Regions from separate parts of the Rattus norvegicus genome. Here regions 1, 2 and 4 are each linked to region 3. A link is a contact called in public Hi-C data. All regions are on one chromosome and are shown on one strand. Each heading gives the region's core, a stretch centred on a gene start, on an enhancer-like site or on the middle of the called end of the contact. The rest is flanking DNA. Distances are from core to core; before and after follow the strand shown.

What was found. A called contact is a pair of places that touch in the nucleus more often than the background predicts.
Region 1: a contact with region 3 is called in a Hi-C map of the A7r5 cell line, with 4 times the contacts expected there. The contact joins two enhancer-like sites. A contact is called at or near these places in 2 of 12 Hi-C or Micro-C datasets (the A7r5 cell line and the Rat2 cell line).
Region 2: a contact with region 3 is called in a Hi-C map of Schwann cells, with 6 times the contacts expected there. The contact joins the promoter of Myo10 here to the enhancer-like site in region 3. A contact is called at or near these places in 10 of 12 Hi-C or Micro-C datasets (the A7r5 cell line, the Rat2 cell line, Schwann cells and 6 more).
Region 4: a Hi-C map of liver shows a contact between it and region 3, with 5 times the contacts expected there. The contact joins two enhancer-like sites. A contact is called at or near these places in 3 of 12 Hi-C or Micro-C datasets (kidney, liver and psoas muscle).

The regions. Positions count from the first base shown.
Region 1 is chr2:77,762,104-77,767,473 of GRCr8, forward strand. It overlaps the pseudogene LOC134485722. Among named protein-coding and RNA genes, the nearest start is that of Myo10, 67 kb to the right of the region's middle. Within about 2 kb of position 3,273, at least 15 of the 93 cell types and tissues checked have an H3K27ac peak or open chromatin away from gene starts, as enhancers often do. A contact at or near this core is called in the A7r5 cell line, where this site is marked.
Region 2 is chr2:77,828,211-77,833,326 of GRCr8, forward strand. It overlaps Myo10 (myosin X), which reads left to right and starts at 3,322. Exons shown (of 41, transcript NM_001401822.1): 1 at 3,322-3,777. The coding sequence starts at 3,757.
Region 3 is chr2:77,629,087-77,634,346 of GRCr8, forward strand. No RefSeq gene overlaps it. Among named protein-coding and RNA genes, the nearest start is that of Basp1, 37 kb to the left of the region's middle. Within about 2 kb of position 2,220, at least 17 of the 93 cell types and tissues checked have an H3K27ac peak or open chromatin away from gene starts, as enhancers often do. A contact at or near this core is called in the A7r5 cell line, Schwann cells, hepatocytes and 2 more, where this site is marked.
Region 4 is chr2:77,792,825-77,798,016 of GRCr8, forward strand. No RefSeq gene overlaps it. Among named protein-coding and RNA genes, the nearest start is that of Myo10, 36 kb to the right of the region's middle. Within about 2 kb of position 3,912, at least 6 of the 93 cell types and tissues checked have an H3K27ac peak or open chromatin away from gene starts, as enhancers often do. A contact at or near this core is called in liver, where this site is marked.

The sequences.
Region 1 (5,370 bases), core at 2,023-4,522, 130 kb after region 3:
TTTGGGTATTATATGATCTTCTTAAATGCACAGTATCAGGCCACTCTTGTTTTAGTTGTTACTTCATGAATGTTCTGAAAACAATACCACTGGCTTCTAGTCATTGACAGACAGACATTTAATGCTGTCCCAAAAACTGGGACAGTCATAAGTCGAGCTCAGAGAAGAACTATGTAATGTCACATGACCTCAGTCTGAGCTGATTCAGAATTGCAATGAGAACACTACACTGGCTCACTGTCCAGTGCCAGCATTGCGTTCAGACTGCTGCAGTTAATGGTTATTAAGGTATTACTGTGTAGAATCTCCCTAAGAGAAAGTGTCAATTTACGGCCATTTTCTTTCTCTATATGCAAAGACTTAACCATTTTTGGAATGGAGAATAGGATTCTAGATAACTCTGTCTCTTTTTCACCTTTGCTGTATTTTTATCCTTTTAAGAATATGGTTGGGCTTGATATTTATTCTAGTTTTGTTTTGGGGTGGAGGGCATTGTTTGTTTCTTTGTTTTTGTTTTGAAACAGGGTCTCATTATACAGCCTTGGCTGGCCTGGAATTCTCTACATAAACCAGGTTGGCTTCAAACTCATACAAATCCTGTCTCTGCCTCTCCCACATCCAGCTTATTCTGTTTTACATTTGAGACAGGGTCGATACATAGACTGCACTGGCCTGAAACCAATTATTCTCCTGCCTCGGCCTCTTGAGTACCAGGACTGAAGGCATATGCCTACATTCCTAACTTTGTTTTTAAGTTTATAAGTTTAGCAATTGTAAGGTTTGCTCTCATTATTTTCAGACAGAGAGCGACAGAGTGTACACACATCGAAGACAGTCTCTCACTGCTCTTCTCCAGAGTTCTCCCACAGTGTTCATGTGGTGCTTGTGTTAACAGGCATAGTGCCACCAGTCACAGCAGGCAATAGCAGATGCAATTCTGTATGATGGGTAGTACTTGAGAATGATAATAAATGACTATGTATTTATTTATATATCACTATACTGTGTTATTTTAGAGGCTACTTATTCACTTCTAAATAAATGCAAGGTAAGTCAGTATTCCATAGCATGACTGGTAACTGCTGTGTCCCATGATGGTGTCAAAGGCCACACTGAGTCACTGACCCATACCATTTAGGTTTATCTAAGTTCATCCCAAGATGGTCACACAATGACTAAGCCACTTAGTGACACATTTCTCAGAGCATACCTCTGACATTAATAACTACATTTTCACCTCATTTTGTTTCAAATTGCATCGACCATGGTCCAGAAAGTCTTCTGTTAGAGGCAGCCATCAACATGCCTCTGTTTCCATATTCACTGAAACATACACATCTGCTGTGCTTGACATCTGATCCATGCATGGCAAGACATGTCCCAAATTCAGGACAGAACGTCTGGTGTACTGTTTTCTGGGAGAAGGGTTAAGGGAGGTTTGGAACTGGATTGATGATCTCTTCTCACAGAGCCAGGAGCAAGGTCACTTCCTGGAATTTGCTTTTGGACTTCTTCATCCAGTCAAAATGAGGTAAAGGTTTTCCGGGGCAAAGAGGTAGAGGATGGTGGGGCTAGATTCCCTGAATGACTGGATAGCTTAGATCATAGCAAAAGCCCTTTATCAATTACACTTTGTCAGGAGGATGAACCACACCATTTAGGTTTGTTTAAGTTCACCCCAAGATGCTCACATAACGACTCTCCCTTACATTTTCCCTCTAAAATATCAGTGTGGAAAAGTCCCTTCCAACAGGGGATTTATAGTTCAGAAAAACGAAGCCATTTAGTATCTTTGACTCCATAAAGACCTTCAAATATTATGAGTGTTAGTCTGTGGGGGCTGGAGGTCCTGAGCAAAAAGATACCTAGGAATGTCTCTGTCTGCTAAGAGTTAGAAGTTCTTGTGTCTCCTATTATTCACAGTATCAAGAAAATGGAACCTGCCTAGATGTCAATCAAGAAGGATGAGAATTAAAACTATGGTATATAAATATGGTGGAATTTTACTCAGCTTAGAGAAAAAATGAAATTATGAACTGTCTAGGAGAATGGACAGACCTAGAAAGTACGATATTAAGTTAGGTGACCCAGACTCAGAAAGACTCAAGTCACTTGTTCTCTCTCACACACATCCTAATTTTCAATATCTGTGTGTATGTGTGTGTGTGTGTGTGTGTGTGTGTGTGTGTGTGTGTGTGTGTGTAAATAGGGGGGGCTATGAGAAGGGGTTCACTAGAATATGGGGCTGTTGCAATAGATAGGAGGCCCTGAGAGAAAAGCAGGAAAAGCAAGGACAAGCAAGGGGAGGAGGGATAAGGACACATAGCACACGAGAAAGGGAAGGAGATTGGGTGGGAGGCACAAAAACAGAAAAGGAATGGAGAAGAAGTAAGAGAAAGAGAAACACAACAGCAGCAACAACAACAACTCTTTGCCTGAAAAGTACCACAATGAAATCTAATGATTCATATGCTCATAAAAAATAAACTAAAACTGAAGTCCAACATCTTTAGGGTCAAGGTAGTTTTGAACTACCCTCAGTCTGTGATGGGGAAGCCCTGAGGATGGGATAGCCCTGCCCACTTCTTCCAGAGTGTGAACCATCATCATCACTACATGCTCACCAAAGTCAGTCTCAGGGTGAGGGAAAAGCTTTTACTATAGGATTAGGGCTGTTGAGAGTCCTGAAACACTTTGCTTCTCTCTGTGTTCTCCACTACAGGAGCACAGAGAAAGCAGCCACGTGTAAAGCACACGGACCCACAGCAGAAAGCGACCATGCTAGCACTCTGATCTCAACGTGCAAGCCTCTACACATACCAAGAAGGAACAGTTGTTGTCCCATCTACCCACATCTATCATGTTATAACTGACCAGCAGCACTTGCTTTTGTGGGAACAGCTGGGGCGTTTCTCTTCGTTCAGCATTACCAGCTATAGTCCTAGGCTCCAGGCACAGAAGGACTTGCAGCTGAACTCACAGTCTTGGGCATAGGTCCTGAGAAGAGACAGGTAAAACTGTTTGAAATGAAGAACCCTCACCATCACCTTCTTGCTCTCCTCCTTCCTCAATATGTATTTGGAGTTAAATTCTGATTCCATTTCTCTAGGCATTTTTTTAATCTGCATAGAACATTCACCTTTCAAAAGTAAAACAACGGAATAAGGGAACAATGCATATGAAGCTGTCAACACATAACTTGGCACACAGTAAGGACAAAAACAGTTATTGGTTAGAGTTAAATTCCAGTGGTTTTTAGTGACAAATCCCATGCCCTGTTCCAAATGAGTGTCCTCCCCCCAAAACAGTTCCACCCACTCTTTTCCCACTGCCCACTTCCTAACTAACCTTGACCCACATTTCAGATCTGATTTGCACCTTGTACGGCATTTCCTTCTAGAAACTCCATTCTAGATGAGGGAGTTTGTGGCACTAACCTATTTTGCCAGGTGTCTTTTCTCCTTGACTGCTGAGACATTCCTCTTTTTAGCATACAGTCAACCCCCAAAAGCACAGAGACTGAATGGTCTGAGGGCTTCCAAGCAGTGAGCCTAGTGTCTAGCCTCCGGTATTACAGGCTCGAGTGATTCGAATAATTAAACCAACGTCTACTGAATCCTTGGCACTTGTGCTTACAAATCCCAACTGTGGTTTCTCACCCTTAGCTTCTGCTTCTAAAATATCAGGGGAACGAGTTGACATTGGATACACATCAAAAAGTCACTGATCAACAGGAATATTTGTTTGTCTTAAGTTTGTTTCTTTGTACCTTAAAAAGGGCCTGGGAATGATGACATATAGGGACAAATGTGCAATGAGACCATCCTGTGCCAGCAAGGGCAAGAAGGCTGTGACTCTGAGCTGCCCCCTGGAGCGCACCAGGATGTTGTGACCAGCAAGCTTCCTCAAGGGTGGGGATTTTTCTTCGCTGCCTTAGTCCTTAGTCATATCTCAATATAGCCAAATGCCACCTTAGACTGCGGGGAAGCATTGTTTTTCTAAAAATATGTGTAACTTTGTGCAAACAACCAGCATGTGTTCTGCCCTTGCCTCTTTCTCTGTAGTCAGTGGATTCCTTTCCCACTCTTAGAATATATTCTTTTAAACCAGACATGGTGGCCTGTGTCTACAACCCTGGCATTTGTGAAGTTTGAAGCAAGAGGTTGCTGTGAGTTCAAGGCCAGCCTGAGTTACAGGGTGAGTTTCAGGCTGTGCTGTTCTACAGAGTGGGACTTTGTCTGAAAAGAACAAATATTATTTTTTTTCTTCTTAGAACTTTAGCAACAAGGTTCTCTGCCCCTCCCTGTTCCAGAGACAGCCACATATTCTCATGCAGTGCCAGCCTTGTCTGGTAGACAAGATGGTGAAGGTCGGTATGAACTGATTTGGCTGTGTTAGGTGCCTGGTTATGAAGGCTGCCTTCTGCTCTGCACTTGGCAAAGTGGAGATTGTTGCCATCAACGACCCCTTCATTGACCTCAACTACATACATGGTCTACATGTTCCAGTACAATTCCACCCATGGCAAATTCAATGGCACAGTTAAGGCTGAGACTGGGAAGCTTAGCATCAACAGGAAGCCCAACACCACCTTCCAGGAGTGAGATCCCGCTAGCATCAAATGGGGTGGTGCTGGTGTTGTGAAGTCTACTGATTTCTTCACCACCATGGAGAAGGCTGGAGCCCACTTGAATGGTGGGGCCAAAAGGGTCACTATCTCTACCCCTTCTGCCAATGCCCCCATGGTTGTGATAGGGGTGAACCACAAGAAATATGACAACTTACTCAAGATTGTACTACCGTCATCCCTGCATCCACTGATACTGCCAAGGCTGTGGGCAAGGTCATCCCAGAGCTGAACAGGAAGCTCACTGGCATGGCCTTCCTCGTTCCTATCCTCAATGTATCCGTTGTGGATCTGACATGCCCCCTGGAGAAATGTGCCAAGTATGATGACATCAAGAAGGTGGTGAAGCAGGCATCCGAGGGCCCACCAAAGGGCATCCTGGGCTATGCTGAGGACCAGGTTGTCTCCTGCGACTTCAACAGCAACTCCCACTCCTCCACCTTTGATGATGGGGCTGGCATTGCTCTCAATGACAACTTTGTAAAGCTCATTTCCTGGTATGACAATGAATACAGCTACAGCAACAGGGTGGTGGATCTCATGGCCTACATTGCCTCCAAGGAGTAAGAAACCCTGGACCACCTACCCCAGCAAGGACACAGAGAGCAAGAGAGAAACCCTTGGCTGCTGAGGAGTCCCGGTCCCAACTCAGCCCTCAATACTGAGCATCTCCCTCACAATTTCCATCCCAGACCCCCAAATACCAAGAGAGGCCTAAGGAGCCCTCCTTACTCTCAATAAAG
Region 2 (5,116 bases), core at 2,072-4,571, 200 kb after region 3:
AAACAGGCTTACCTCAAAGGTTTGTCTTTCCATCTTCTTGAGAGTGTGCATACAGACAGAAACTGACAGATTCGGCGAAGATTCTCCAGCTCCACATGGGCTAACTTGTGTGCTCGCTGAAATGCAGATTCCCAGGCCCTCCACTCTACCTCAGGGATCTAGGGTCAGGCTTTTGGGTTGGGTCTGTGTTTTGGTTGGGTCTGTGTTTTGCTTCTCTTTTAAAACACTGCCCTAGGGTATTTGCATACAGTGTTAAACAGTTTTTTTAAACAAATAAAACAATCTCACAAATTTGACTCTGTATATGGGATCTGGTGTTCAATCTTTCCTATATGAGTTAAGTAGGGACAGTTACTAACCATTTCTTCTGAAGTGACAAGCAGTGACATAGAACTATGAGCTAAGCATGGTGTTTCAAGACCTTTAGTTCCAGGACTAGGGGGGCAGAGCTCAACAGACCTCTGAGTTTGAGGCCAGCTTAAGTTCCAGGAGAAACAGAGCTAAGAGATCTCGTCTCAACAAGCCCCTCGCCTCCCCGCGTCCCACCCCAAAACACAACTAAAAACTGTACATACATGTGGCTTCAGATTTCATATCATAAGTGAACACTTTGAAGTATAGTGTTTTGATGTCATATAAAGAATATTCACAATTATATGAAAGAATATTAGTATATTCCTGAACATTATTATTGTTCAACCAAAACAATACGTTGAATCAGAATAAATGGAGAAGCAAATACAATAACTCAATACTTTCTATTAACCAAAAAAAAAAAAAATAAGCAATTCCATTTTATTTACTATAATTTTCATTTTGGACCATGTAGTTATTTTTCATAAGCTGTGTTGTTTTAACATGTAATTATTTATTATTCCTTTAAATTATAATAACAAACACAACAGCACTTTATAAACAAGCTGGAGAGATGGCTCAGTGGTTAAGAGCACTGACTGCTCTTCCAGAGGTCCTGAGTTCAATTCCCAGGAACCACATGGTGGTTCACAACCATCTGGAATGGGATTTGATGCCCTCTTCTGGAGTGTCTGAAGACAGGTCAGTGTAATCATATAAAAACAACAATACCCAGCCTACTGTGTAGGCCCAGGCCTATAATGCCACTGCTCAGGAAGCTGAGACAGAAGCACCATGAGTTTACTTAGGTACATGAGGTACTTAGGCTCAACGACAGGCTGGGGTATAGATCAGCTGATAGAGTGTGTGCTTAGAACACACAAAGTCCTGGGTTCTTTTCCCAGGAAGCAAAAGCACCCCAAACTTGGACATGGTGCTCCAAACTTGTTAGAGGCAGGAGACTCCAGAGTCATCTTAAGCTACATAGAGAATAATAGAATATCTTGGAATACTCGAGATCCTGTCGCTAAATAAAAATGAACAAACCTAGGTTTTGTTTTGTTTTTAGTTTTAAATTTGCAGAAAAAGAAGGAAAAGTCCAGAGCGACCACATAGTTAGGTAGTTCCAGGTTCTTCTATTACCGAGCGAGCATAGTATTAACATAGCACATGTGTTTTAGCAGATGAGCTAGGAATGGCTTGGATGGTGACTTCTAAAAGGCCAGGGGCCAAGGCTGTCCAACGAGTCTGGAGCAGGACTGATGCTGGGAACCGGTTCACACCCACACACCCCAATGAACTGCCTAAATCATTTTTCTTGCAGAGATGTGTGCAGATTAATGCCATAATGGGCTTAATCGGCCGGCTGCTTGAACACAGCTGGTGGCAAAACTCATTTGACTAAGCACTTTGGTTGTGTTGGGAATTGTTGACATTTGTCCTGGCTCCATCTTAACTTTCCTTCAACCTAGTGTAAACCTGTGGAAGAAACCAGTCACATAGCATAGTATCATTAACTCGTTTACACTTCGACTCTTTCTCCAAAGTGGTGAGATGGGATACCAACCCTAATGAAATGCTTCGAGATACAATAATGCTTAAATTCCCAAATAAGGAGGACAAGATGGTTCATGTGTTCAGCCATTGCATTCAGCCTGAGCACAACACCCTTCCTCTACAAGCTTCGACCCTCCCTGCAGGTGAATAGGACATCAAGAAAAAGCCATAATATGCGATTAATCTTACAACATCTGAAATAAACCTAAGAAGCGAGTACCTAACCAGGCAGGGTGCAGCTTGGGAGAGTGAGGGTGTATCATTTCCCTGGAAAGTATCTTTCTCAAACTGCTAGCAGTTGACAAATCCCTTAAAGGGAACTTCTCAAGTCAGTTCATTGTTGTTCCCAGTATGCCAGTAAACAATCCGCTGCTAGACCAGCTGTGACTCCCGAGTAAGTAAGTCTGACTACACCCAGTGGTCGGTTCAAAGGGTTCATAGATCTAATACTTGGATTGTCTGGTCTTGCTAAACCGCTGCAGAAGGAAACTCCTTCTGCGCTGTTTGGAGTTAGCACCACCTTTGGAGGGCCATCTGGACTCCTTTTAGGAAAGCAGACTTAGGAATCCCAGTCTGTGCTACAGGATCCCCAGATTCCTGGCCATAATAAAGATGGAGGGGTTGTCTTGGTGAGAACCAGGGCTGATTCCTGGTGAACGAGAGCATTTACCCATCTCCCTTCCATCTGCTCTATTTCCTTTACGTCCAGAAAAAGAGGTTACAGTTTTAAGGTGCTATAGGACGCGTCCCCTTCCCGTGTACAAAACATTTCCCTGCGGCTATCACAAAACCGATTTGGGGCAGAGAAACTCGACACGGAAAAGCAGCTTTCAAAAGTTCAGATTCCTCTGTTTTCCGCTTCCTGTCCCGGGGATCGCACAACGGTAGAGCCGCACTGATGAGATCCACGTGGAGCAGGTTCTTGGGAGTGTCTAACATTCACCCCCGAAGGGCCCCCCTTCAATCACGCCTAACTATCTAGTCTCTAGAGGGAAGAGTCAAGTCATCTAATGGAGCCTAGACAAGTGTTGAGAAGAACCAGGAGAAGGACACGGCTCCAGGGATTCAGGGTTGATCTAGGTGGTAGCAGAATCCCGCGCGCCCGCCGCACTCAGGGAAGGCAGAGGGTAGGGCTCCTAGGGGCGGGGCCGCGCATCCGGTGGGCGTGGTCTGGGTGGTATTTGGGAGAGGGCGCGGCAAGTGAGAAGCCCGAGCAGGCTATAGGCGGGGCTACAGTGGGCGTAACCAGGCGCCAAGTGGGCGGGGTTGTGTGTAGTTGAGAGCAGGCGCTCAGTCTCCTCAGGTTCCGGGGGCGGGTCCAGGTCCAGAGGAGGCGTGGCTACGTGTCGGGGGCGGGGCTTGAGGGCGGGGCGGATAGAGCACAGGGGTAAGCGAGACCCAGGAGCTGGCGAGAGCCAGCCGCGCCTGGGGCCGGAGTGCTCACCGTTGTTGGCTTGCTGGTGATCCGCTGTCCTCCACCCAACCCCCTCTGGGACCGAGCGCCCCCGGCGGAGCTCAGAGGGAGGAAGGCGGGTCGCCAGCCCCTTGCCGCCCTCCCCCAGCCGGGGAAGAATGTGCCACCAGCTGTTCTCCGCCCGGGAGCACTTCGCCCAGAAGTGAGGAACTTGGAGGAAGGAGAGACAAAGGCTGCAATTGGGACGGAGGAGGTCCGAGACGAGGACAAAAGGTGCGGAGAAGCAGCAGCGACCGGGGGATGGCAGCGCGGCGGCTCCGCGGGCTGGAGTCGCCCCGAGGCGCACCGTGACACGCGTGGATTCCCGGGATCTGCCGCTGCTCTGACTTCCGCAACTGGAGCGGTGCTGGGAAGGTGCGGGCGCCGGAACAATGGACAGCTTCTTTCCCGAGGTGAGTGGCGGGGAGGACCTGGCTGAGACCAGGACCGGGACCCGCACACCGAGCGCGCCCCGGCCGGCGCCTGCGCGTCCCAGGAGGGGAAACTTTGTGGGAGTCTCCTGAAACCCCACTCCCTCCGCCGGCCCCGAGTCTAGGATGAGTAAGCCTAGGCAGGTTTGAGTTTGTCCTGCGCTCGCATGTCCCCGGGCGTGGGTGGCTAGCTGACACGCCGCGCCAGGTGAGTCCCCGGGCGCCGGGCGGGGGAGAGCTGCGGGGAGGTCGGCCCGGGTGCAGGAAACGCGGTAAAAGGCGCAGCCGGGACGTGCCTTGCTCCAAGAAAGGTCTGGGACTTCCTTTGCCGAACGTGCGGGCTTCCTGTGGCTTCCAGAGGAGCCGGCTAACGAAGTGTGAGCCGGCCGGCTGGCTCCAGTCAGTTAGTGCCCTGCCTCCCTGGGCCTTCAAGTTTGGGGTCCATACTTTACCAGCGCCGCTCAGGTCCGGTTTGCGGATAATTTCAGAGCACGAGACAGATGATCCTGTTTTTAATACCGTTTTCTTGGTAGATCGTGAATTCGAGTTTAAACAAAACTCGTTTAAGGCAAACAATGGTTATTTTAGAAGATGAAACCGATGCTCGCTTTAGGGTCTTTGAGGGCGGGACACCATAGTTACTTGAGACGGGACTTGAAAGTTTCCTTTTCCCCCTGGGATGGAGAGCCGCTCTGGTTTCTTGGCACCGATTCCTTTCTTGGTTGTGATTATTTAATAAATTCTGTTTAAGTTTTGAGGTTTGAAGTGGCTCAGAGTAAACTTAGCTGACTTGGGGGAGGCTGATGAGATTTTTGCTGAAAGTCAGGGTGATATTTTGTGAATCCAGGACAGCTTTGGAATCTTCCAGCAAACCAGAGTAGTGAGAGTTTGCCTCCCTCCGCTTTAGTTAACTTGCCTTAACAGAGTTAATTGGCTATAGTGTTTCAAGGTCTGACGTTCACTTACTGTATTCTCAGATAGCTACTTAGAATGGCCACAGTGGTGTATTGTATAATGGTCGAATTGACTTTTACCAAAGTGTTTGTCTCTGTCACCCTAAAAGGCATCCTGGAAAGAAATTAACCATCACTTAGAGGAAGAGAAGTATATAGAAAATAGAGACCCCTTAGCGTTTTCCAGTTTGTGGGCTTTTGTTTCATACCTACAGGAAGGCAGGACTTTCGAGTTGGTACGCAACAATGAATTACTGCTAGGCTGAGTTTTTAGTTGCTTTTATATATAAGAAAAATGAGATTTTGTCTCTAGGGAAAATAGTTCTTGACTTGGTGATCTTTTAGAAAATTTGTGTGTAGTTGTTGGG
Region 3 (5,260 bases), core at 970-3,469:
CTCATATGTCTGCAAACATGGAAATGCCCATATATTCTGGAGATCGGGCTGGGGATAACTGGTGAGGAGGGGTCATCATTCAACTCTTTACACTGCAAAATACCAGTAGACACATTAGTTTTTTAAATAAAAAAAAAACCTAATGCAGAAGGTCAGGAGGTAAAGCAGCGGCTGAAAGACAGCGGCTGTGTGCACTGGAGATAGAGCAGCACGAACCCCAAGAGCTGTCCTGTATCTACCATGGCGAACTGTAGCCTCCCTGAAACAAGCGTCCGAAGGCCGTCGAGTGTAGGAAAAGCTGAACATATATATTTAGGATAAAACTTCATTTTAACGTGGTTTCGTAGTATTTTCATTTTATTTTATTTATTCACTTTACATACCGATATCTGCCTCCCTCTCCTCCCAGTCCTCCCCCACCCCCATCACACAGCTCCCTCCCACAGGGACTCCACAGGAAGAACCACAGAATCTAATTCTTTTTTTTTTATCTTGAGTGTACGCATATGCCTGAGTGATGGTCGAGGACATGTGTGTGCATGTTTGTGTGCAAGAGGGAAACATGTGTAGATGTGTAAGTCAGAGAAGACCATTCCTGGTAGTGGTCCTTGACTCCTCCCTTCTTTGAGACAGTCTCCTCTTATTGTCCCCTGTTGCATCCAGCAAGAAGCCAAATGGCCTGTGAGCTCTTGGGCATCCTCCAGCCTCAGCTTTTCATCATTCCCTAGAAGCAGGGGGATCACAGATACTTGCCATGGGCTCCGGGGTTCTGACCTCAGCCCCTCACACTTACACATGGAGCACTTAGTGCCCCGAGCTTAATCAAACCTTTAAACAAGGGATGCCTGGTATGAGCCTAAGCTGGAGAGATGGCTCAGTGGTCAAGAGCACTGCCTGCTCTCCCAGAGGTCCTGAGTTCAATTCCTAGCAACCACATGGTGGCTCACAACCATCTGTAGTGTGCATTCGATGCCTTCTTCTGGTGTGTCTGAAGACAGTGATAGTGTACCCACATACATAAAATAAATAAATATTTTTTAAAAAATGTATGAGCCCAAGGAAAAGAAGGCTTGAACAAAAAAGTAAACGGACTCCAGTCCAGCAAAGACTCTCAAAAAGAAAATTGCTGGCTTTTATTCCGCTCACGACAGGTAAACACACTAATGTCATTATCCTATGAGGCACAGGGCGACATGGTGCATTACTGGATCTCCAGGTCACCCTGTCTACCCTCTGACACTTAGCCTGGGGTTGTAGGCTCAGTGAGCCTCCGATTACCCTTTGCCTCTCTGGGGCTAATTATCAACCTCAGAGTCACCTGGGAAACTCCAACCAAGTGGTTTTAGTCAGTGAATCTGGGGATCTGTAAATGTCCTTCCTTGGAGGCCATGGGATCTTTCCTATAAGGTCTTGAAGGTGGGACACATTCCAGCTGTCCGTAGGGATTCATAAAAGGCTCTGTGCTGGTGTGGGGACATTAACCAAGCAGTCAGTCCCCCAGGTTCCAAGGGTCTCAGAAGTCCACCCCATAAGAGCCCTTGACAAGCCGAGGCCAGTAGGGAACAAGTTCTATAACTCAGGAGGATGCTTCTCTTAGACAATCCCCTTACACACGATGAACCCCTGAGTTCTGGTTTCAAGGACATTACCTTTAAAGGGGCATCTGCATACCATACCAGAGACTCAAGGGTCTCTTCCCAAATACTTGTCCATATTAGTGGTCAGTTCAGAGAAACTGTTTTCAATTACATGGTAAAATGAAAGAAAACAGATAAAATATTTTTAAAATCCCATAAAACTTTCTTTTCTTTTTGGCTGATTTATGAAACATCCACCCCATGTGGTTCTCTGTAGTAGCTTAACAGAAACTTTTTGGAAACCTGGAGAAAAACTGTTCAACCAGAACAAGCATAAATATCACAAAGTGCCCGCTAGGGGGCGCTTCAGTTTAAAAAAGCTGCAGAACAAACTCAAAACCCCTAATTTGGGTAACACGGGTCATTTTATTAACAGTTTATAAAAGGAACTGTTTTTGGAAAACGAAATGCCACTGTTTCTCTGACGTAACACAGAAAAACGATTTCAGAAGGCACTCCTGAAAAAAAAACTGCATTTTTCTGGCCGCAGTTGCTAAAAAGTAGCTGACTCAAGCGAGCAGGATTGGCCCAAAACTAAGTAAGGTCACTGTGCATGTGCCCCGGAAACCGAACCATCCCAAGAATGTGCACAAGGCTTCAGGCCCAAAATATCACGAAAAAACATCCTACACTGTGCCATGCTACTCCCACCCTCATCCCATCCCCATCCCCGACTCCACTACCGCTGGGAAAACAAGAAAACATTGGCAACTCGGAGACACTTGAAAGTGAGATTTAGGAGTAGCAGAAGTTTAATTTCATAATGCGTCGCATGTGCGTCCCCGAAGAGGGCAGAACCTACTTGTGGAAGGGGTCGTGTGACAGGGAAAAAAAAAAAAAAAGGTCAAGTAGACACTTTCCTTCCAGACGAAGCAGCAAATGGGAAGAAAAGTGAAGAGAGGGCCAGAGACCAGACACTCATGCTCTGTCCAGTCCAAAGTGGTTGATTTCTTTTTCATTAGTCATTTTTAAAACATAAATTATTCATTATGCTAAAAATAAATTCTCAGACTAGGAATTGAATACCAAGGGCTAGGAGAAGGCAAACGGAAACCTGGACAGAAATCTTCTACAAAGTTCAGCCAATGTGTGCTTGCATGCTGGGCTTCCCCGCCATTAGAAACCCCACCCTGCGGTGCCTGGGGCCGACTGAACATTTCTGTTCACTTGGTCAGAGCTAAGTGTAAGACAGCATTCCAAACTGCGTCAAAATCTTCTGTGATGCTCTTTGGAAAGATGTAATCAAGTTTAGAGGAAGTCAGCTGGGAGAGTCCTTGTCCGGAGTGACTGACGTCTTTCTGAGCAGAGGACGTTTAGAGATACAGAGGGACAGGCCATGGAACAACAAAGTCAGAGACTGGGGTGGCATGTCTATAAAACAAGATGCACCAAGGACAGGTGACAGCCCAGCAGTCAGGAGCAAAGTGGTGACCGGCTAGTGCCTGAAAGCCCCTGGAACCATCCCCAGAAGCCCCTGGAACTGTCCCTTCCCAGGCCTTGATTCTAGACCCTAGCCGCTGCAACTTTGAGAACATAGAGTTCTGTTGTTTAAGTCACCCGGCTTGTGGTATTTGTTCTGGCAGCCTAAGGACCGACCCCAAAGTCAGAAAAAGCCGATGGAACAGAGGAACCCTGTGAAGAGACCTTTCATTAACACAAGGTCCTGGGACATTCTCCCTGTGCTTGTCCCTCCCTTTCTCTCTTCAACCCCAATCGTTTTTTAGTACAGAGCATTGGCTTTCTCCCTCTCCAAGTCAACAACTCTTGGTGACTTCTGTAGCCATGTGTGTGACTTTGCAGTTCTCCTCAAATACCTAAAAACTACACAGTCTGCTGGGTGCTTAAACCACCGTGCTCCCTTGAATCACCCCGAGTATTTGCTGTGATCTTACCTATTCTTAAGTGGGCAAGAAGGGAAAGATACAGCATCTAGACTGTGCATACAGGTTATCGGCAGAGTAGTGCCTTAGCAAGGGCGTAATTCTAGCTTCAATCTGTTAGACAGGGGAAAAACCGCCAGGGAGGGAGGGAGGGAGGAAGGAGGGAGGAGAGGGCAGAGAGAAGGAGAAGGGAGGGAGGGAGAGAAAACAGAACATAAAGATAACAGATCTCTGAGATGCAAAGGAAGAGCCCCCCATGTTACAGAACTCAGAAGAAAGGATCCCTAGCTCCCTCTGACATACAGATACTTTGTGGTAGTGGTGCATGCCTTTAATCCCAGGACTCAAGAAACTGAGGCAAGCAGGACTCTGAGTTCGAGGCCAGCCTGATCCACTGAGTAAGTTCCAGAACAGCCATGGCTACCAAGAGAAACCCTGTCTTGAGATAGATAGATAGATAGATAGATAGATAGATAGATAGATAGATAGATAGATAGATAGATAGATAATGGATAAATAAGCAGCTGACTTTAGGAGCTCTTCTGTGTTGTGTGAGGCCTTGGTGGGGGACGGGTGTCAGGCAGATGTAACAGTGGTCCTGTGAGAGGCAGCAGAACTGAAAAATTCCTTTGGTGTTGCTAGTCTATCCTCTTAGAGTCACATCCCCATTGAGTTACCATTACCCATAGCATGGTGTACTTAAATGCTTCACGGCTGCAACCCAGAAGCAGAAAGTTGTATCGTATAGCCTATGTGTGAAGTAGAGTGTACCGTCCGGATTTGTAGCTGCAAATCTACAGTGTTCACACAGGGACAAAATCACCATTTTAACGAGGTATTTCCTAGAATGTGTTTAGGCACACAGCTTAGGCAGAAATGGCTCTGGTTTCTGAGAAGTCATAAATCTCAAATAGAATCATCCAAGGACCTTGTCATGCTCTCCTGTTCTGACACATACAAGAATTCCTCCTTCTGCCTAATTCCATTCTGAGAAAAAGCTACCCTGCCCCTGAGAGCCATTGGAATAAGCGGAACAAGCAGGGCTAAGTATTCTCCCTTAGTGTCCTGCCTCTGCCTGTTCCTGAGATGGGAAGGTCAGTAGCCAATTTTCTAGATGTATCACTGTGCTGATGGTACTCAGTGTCCCCACTGCCTGTCTCCAACATGAGTCCTGCCTTAGGGTTTGGACCTAAAGGATAATGTCCCTAGGATCAACCTCCCCAGCAGAATCCCTTATCCCTGTGAACTTCTGAAGAGTTGAAACATACAAGCATTTCTGAAAGTACTGAATAAAATTAAACAGTAATTGAAGAAACACATAGAAATACAAACCCATGCTGATTTTTTTCCCCACAATTCACAGGGTCTCTGCCACTTCTTATCCAAACCTGACACACAATTCAGACAGTAAAAATCTTGATGAAAAGTGCCATCTCACCCCCCCACCCCAACCCACCACCAATCACATCTCCTACGAAACTCACACTGGTTGATCGAAGGCATTGGTGACCTAGGGCTTAGTCTCCTGGTGAGTGGTAGATTAACCAGATTCTCCACATGTCATCATTGAGCTTGGGAGTTAGAAAAGTAGCTTTAGGGAGTGGCTTAGCACCATACAATCTCATATAATGGAGTAATTGATGGAAATAACCACAGAATAGGCATGACACCCGGGCAAGATGAATCACAGACACATCACAGTTGATCTCAGTGACAGCAAAGTCCCTGACAAGACAGATGATG
Region 4 (5,192 bases), core at 2,662-5,161, 170 kb after region 3:
GGACAATTGTCTTGTGGCTGAGCCATTGAGAATTCTTTCCAACCTGCTTATGTGAACTTTCCGCTGGATCCATGAGCAACTGTGTCAGAAGCCATTCCCCGTGGCCAGGCTATGTTCTGGAAGTGAAGGAAGGCATCAAGGAGGCAGCCTGGACAGGGAGCACAGGGAAGTGAGGCAAGCAAGCAAGCCATCCCCAGACCCAGATCGGCATGGTGGGAAGAATTCACAGTACTGTCAGAACACCAAGAGGGATGTCACTTCCTGCCCCCAGGTTCCTATGCCTTCTTTAGGCACCAATTTAAGCAAACTAGCCTTTGGTGTGCTCCATGGGCTCATGCTCTCTGGCTATGTGGTGGTCACTGTTTTTCAGGTATGTGTTTGGGCATTTACTGAAGGAGCTGTGAGATCTTCACACCCCATGCAAATCAAAAGGAAAAGAGCTCACAGGCTTCTAAAGGTAGCAAATGTGAGGGAAAAAAATAAATTTACAACTTGCTATGGTGATATACACCTCTACTTCCAATATGAGGGAAGCTGAAACAGGAGGATCATGGATTTGAAGTCTGTCTAAACTGTATAGTGAGATCATTCTCAAAAAAATAAATAAATAAAAATCAACAATAATCTTTTCCAACAAGATGGCTCAGTGGGTCAAAGGACTTGCTGTGTGCATTGGTTTGCTTTTGTCAATGTGACAAAAACTAGAGTCACTTGGGAAGACAGAAGCTCAACTGAGCCATTGCCTCTGTGAGACTCTCCTGTAGGCCTCCTGTGAGGCCTTTTCTTGATTAATGTTTGGCAGGAGAAGACACAGTCCACTGTGGATGGTGGACCTCTGGTCTGGTGGTCCTGGGGTATATTTAGAAAGCAAGCTGTCTTAGTTAGGGTTTTACTGCTGTGAACAGACACCATGACCAAGGCAACTCTTATAAGGACAACATTTAATTGGGGCTGGCTTACAGGTTCGGCAGTTCAATCCATTATCATAAAGGCAGGAACATGGCAGCATCCAGGCAGTCATGGTGCAGAAGGAGCTGAGAGTTCTACATTTTCCTCTGAAGGCTGCTAGTGGAAGACTGAATTCCAGGCAGCTAGGAGTAGGGTATTAAAGCCCATGCCCATAGTGACACGCCTATTCCAACAAGGCCACACCTACTCAAACAGTAGGCTACCTTTTAATTGTGCCACTCATTCCCTGGATTGAGCATATACAAACCATACACAACCTGAGCAAGCCATGAGGAGCAAGCCAGTAATAAATAGTATTCTTCTATAAATAAAGTGGGTTATGACCACTTTGGGGATAACACATCAGATGTCCTGCTAGTCTTCTATTTACCTTATAATTCATAACAGTAGCAAACTTACCCTTATGAAGTAGCAATGAAAATGATTTTATGGTTTGGGGTCAGCACAGCACAAGGAGCTGTATGAAATAAAGGGTCTGAGCATTAGGAAGGTTGAGAACCACTGTTCTCTAGCTTTGCCTTCAGTTCCTGCCTCCAGTCTCCTGCCTTGAGGTCCTACCTTGTTTCCCTCCATGATGGATGACAGCCCGTCGCGTTAAAATAAACCAAGTTGCTTTTGGTCATGGTTTTACCCCAGCAGCAGAAACCAAACTAATAAGCTGTGAAATTGCACTCCCATTTCTACTAGATCCCATGTGGAAGAAAAGAAGTTGCTCCTGCCCTTCGCACACATGCTGTGGCACATGTCCTTCCTGCCACACAGACCCCCAGCAAGAATGTTAAGTTTAAGAACTAATTTTAGAATACATATCAGTACTACAACCTCAGGAGGATAATGTGCTATGAATATGTAAAAGGCTGTGTGTGTATGTGTGTGTGTGTGTGTGTGTGTGTGTGTGTGTGTGTGTGTGTGTGTGTAAATATATGTTCTAAAGCACCCTTAAAGCCAGGCATCCTGCAATACTTTCTGAAGGAGCAAATTCCCTAGCTGTGTCCCAGATGGCCCGTATGAGATGCTTTGCAGGAGCAGGTGCTGGGGACAGGCACACCTGCACTTAAGCACCTTGGGGATTATGACCCTGATGCCATTTTAGAAATGTGTGGGATAGGAGTTTGTCAATTTGCCAGGCAGGCTTTAAGTTGGGTAAAGCAACACTCTTCAGACTCTCTCTCTGTTTAATGCAGATTGTGACTTTGTAGGCTGCGGTGGGATCCAGGACTCCATCTCCGAGTGTCTCACAGGTGGATGACACTAAGCGGTAGCTTGTTTTTATGCTTAAATTAATGCCTAAAGAAGGCATAGGAACCTGGGGGCAGGATGTGACATCCCTCTTGGTGTTCTGACAGTACCTTGAACTCTTCCCACCATGCCCATCTGGGTCTGGGGATGGCTTGCTTGCCACAGAAGGCAATATTCCAGAAGTAAATGAAAAACTGAATCTATAGCCAGAAAAAAAGTCTTCTCAGGAATTACATATATAGAAATTAAACTGTAAAACACAAGCTGGTTAAATCGATCCTTTCAAAGGCTAAGTTGTATGCAGGTCTAAAGGCAGCCATTTCTTGAATATTAAGAATGTGACTGCTGTCCAGACTGGAGGATGTAGGTTCAGATCCCCAGTACGTATGTAGCAGCCGCCTGTGGTGTCTATGCCTAGATCTCCTCGTGCTGGGAAACCAGAGACAGACTGATTTTGAGGGCTTGCTGGCCAGCTGGGTTAGCACACGCAGAACTCCAGGTTCCGTGAGAGACCTTGCCTCAAAAAACAAGATGGAGTGCCACAGAGGAATCATTGGACATTTACTTCTGGTCCCTACAGGGGCGCACACGTGCAGGTGCACGCACACACACACACACACACACACACACACACACACACACACCATACATGCACACCCGAATGCACACAATGCACTAGACTGGATCATATCAATAACGTTGAATTCATTTGAATGTGGAGCTGATGGTAAAACATGGTTGAAATTATGCTTACAAAGACAAAGCATTCTTTTCAGCTTGGACAAAACAAAGCACATACCTATCAAAACGTTGGGGGAGGTTCTGACATTTCTTTTGTTCCATCAGATTTTCCCGTTCTTAAATAAAAGAAAGCATCATGCGGACATCGTCAACTTTGAATAGTCATTTTAATTCATACAAATTATCTGTTCTTCCAATGAGTAAATGGGCCTAGGGTTGTCTATAATTGCTAACATTTATTGGGTGGCATTAGGGTGTTAGATGATTAGAGGTTTTAGTGTTCATAATTTTCTGTATCATGTTTCTGAATGAGTGTATGCCTTTACAGAATAAAGCAGTAAAGTCTCTCTCCCTTCCTCCCCCCCTCTCTCTGTCTCTGTCTCTCTCTTTGTGTCTCTGTGTCTCTGTGTCTGTCTCTGTCTCTGTCTCTCTCTCTCTCTCTCTCTCTCTCTCTCTCTCTCTCTCTCTTTGATTTGTCAATCAAATACAAATACATCATATTGAAAAGCCCATTGCCGTGAGTGCTCTTTCCTGTTACTCCTCAGATGAACTCAATGTCTCCTTCAGAGATGAGAGGCAGGCGCAGTGGGGTTGGAGGGCGGGAAGCACTCTCACTGATTTTTGGAAAATGCCAGAGTCAGGGTGGGGGGATTTCCGGAAAGGGAACTAGAGCTAGATTGCTCACACTGCTAAAAAGGTTTTGTGTTTTGTCTTTTTAGGTCCTCCTCAAACCCAGAGAAAACTAGAGGGAGAAATCTCCCCAGCAGGAGTAAGACTTCCTTTTGGAATTTTCTTGACTTTTCCTCTCGTGCCTTCTGAGCTTCAGCTATCTTGGCGCCTTCCTGACGCTCCACTTGCCTTTTCTGTCTGGGAGACAGAAATGATCAGGAATCAACACAGTGCAGGGACCTAAATTTGATTTTGGCTACCAGTGGCTTAGGTGTCAAAAGCATTTACTAATGCCAAATTGCTAATGTGATCAATGAATGTGACCTTTTACCTTCCAGCACCGAGTCCTCTTTGCAGGAGTATGAGACTACAACGCCCTCTGTGGCCAGGGGCATTTTGTTTACAGGCCCTGTTTTCTTCATTTTAGGAAACTTGTAAAATGGACACCTATTTCTACATTTAGGGGGAAAAAAAGAAACTTTCAAATTGAAACAGAGATTCTGAAAGTGTTTTAAACCAACTTTTGTCCCTTGGCCACCACTCGAACAATAAAATAACAATTGCGTTTATTTCTCTCCCAACGACAGTCCTCTAGAAGAGAGTAACTGGTTAAAAAGATTTAGAAAAAGAAAAGGAAATAACTTCTCAATGCTGCTTGTGGTCAGCTAGAGGAATTTGCTGTCGCAGAAGGTCAAATAGAGAGACACGCCTTCCTTGGACGGCATTCGGGGCCACTGAGATGAAGGCCATACTAAGTGGGGGAAGGGAGGTGGTAACCCTGGGTAGCTGGCAGTGGCTCTGATGACAGCCTATAGGAAGGAAAATGTCCAGGTGGAGGATGAAGCCAAATTTCAGCTCAAACTAGCAACGGGAATTTGTATGTTCACCACAAAATCGTACAGGGAAGCTGCTCATTAAAACAAAAGAAGCTACTTTTTTTTTTTTTTTAAGGCCAGACTAGCCTTTGGTCTGCTCCGTGGGCTCATACTCTCTGGCTATGTGGTGGTCACTGTTTTTCAGGTATGTGCTTGGACATTTACTGAAGGAGCTGTGAGATCTTCACACCCGTGCAAGTCAAAAGGAGAGAGCTCACAGGCTTCTAAAGATAGCAAATGTGAGGAAAAAAATAAATAAATTTACAGCTTGCTATGGTGGTATACACTTCTACTTCCAATATGAGGGAAGCTGAGACAGGAGGATCATGGGATTTAAAGTCTGTCTAGACTATATAGTGAGTTATTGTAAAGCAGCCTAGGGAAGATGTTCAAGACCAGGCCTTTGAAGTTCAACTGTGCAGATCCACCAGCCACCTGCTGCTTCTCAGATACCTGACCACGGTTGATCTACAAAACCAAGATAATAATACTTCATGTCATGTGCATGGATAGAACACGCAAAAAACTTGAAACAATGCCTAGAACGCATTAGACACTTGGTATGCTATAATTACAACATACCAGGACATTTTCTTGTTTCTTAGGTTGTCACACTCATACCCAGGTAGTACTCATCTGCCTCCTTTTTCATGATGTGTGTGTGTGTGTGTGTGTGTGTGTGTGTGTGTGTGTGTGTGG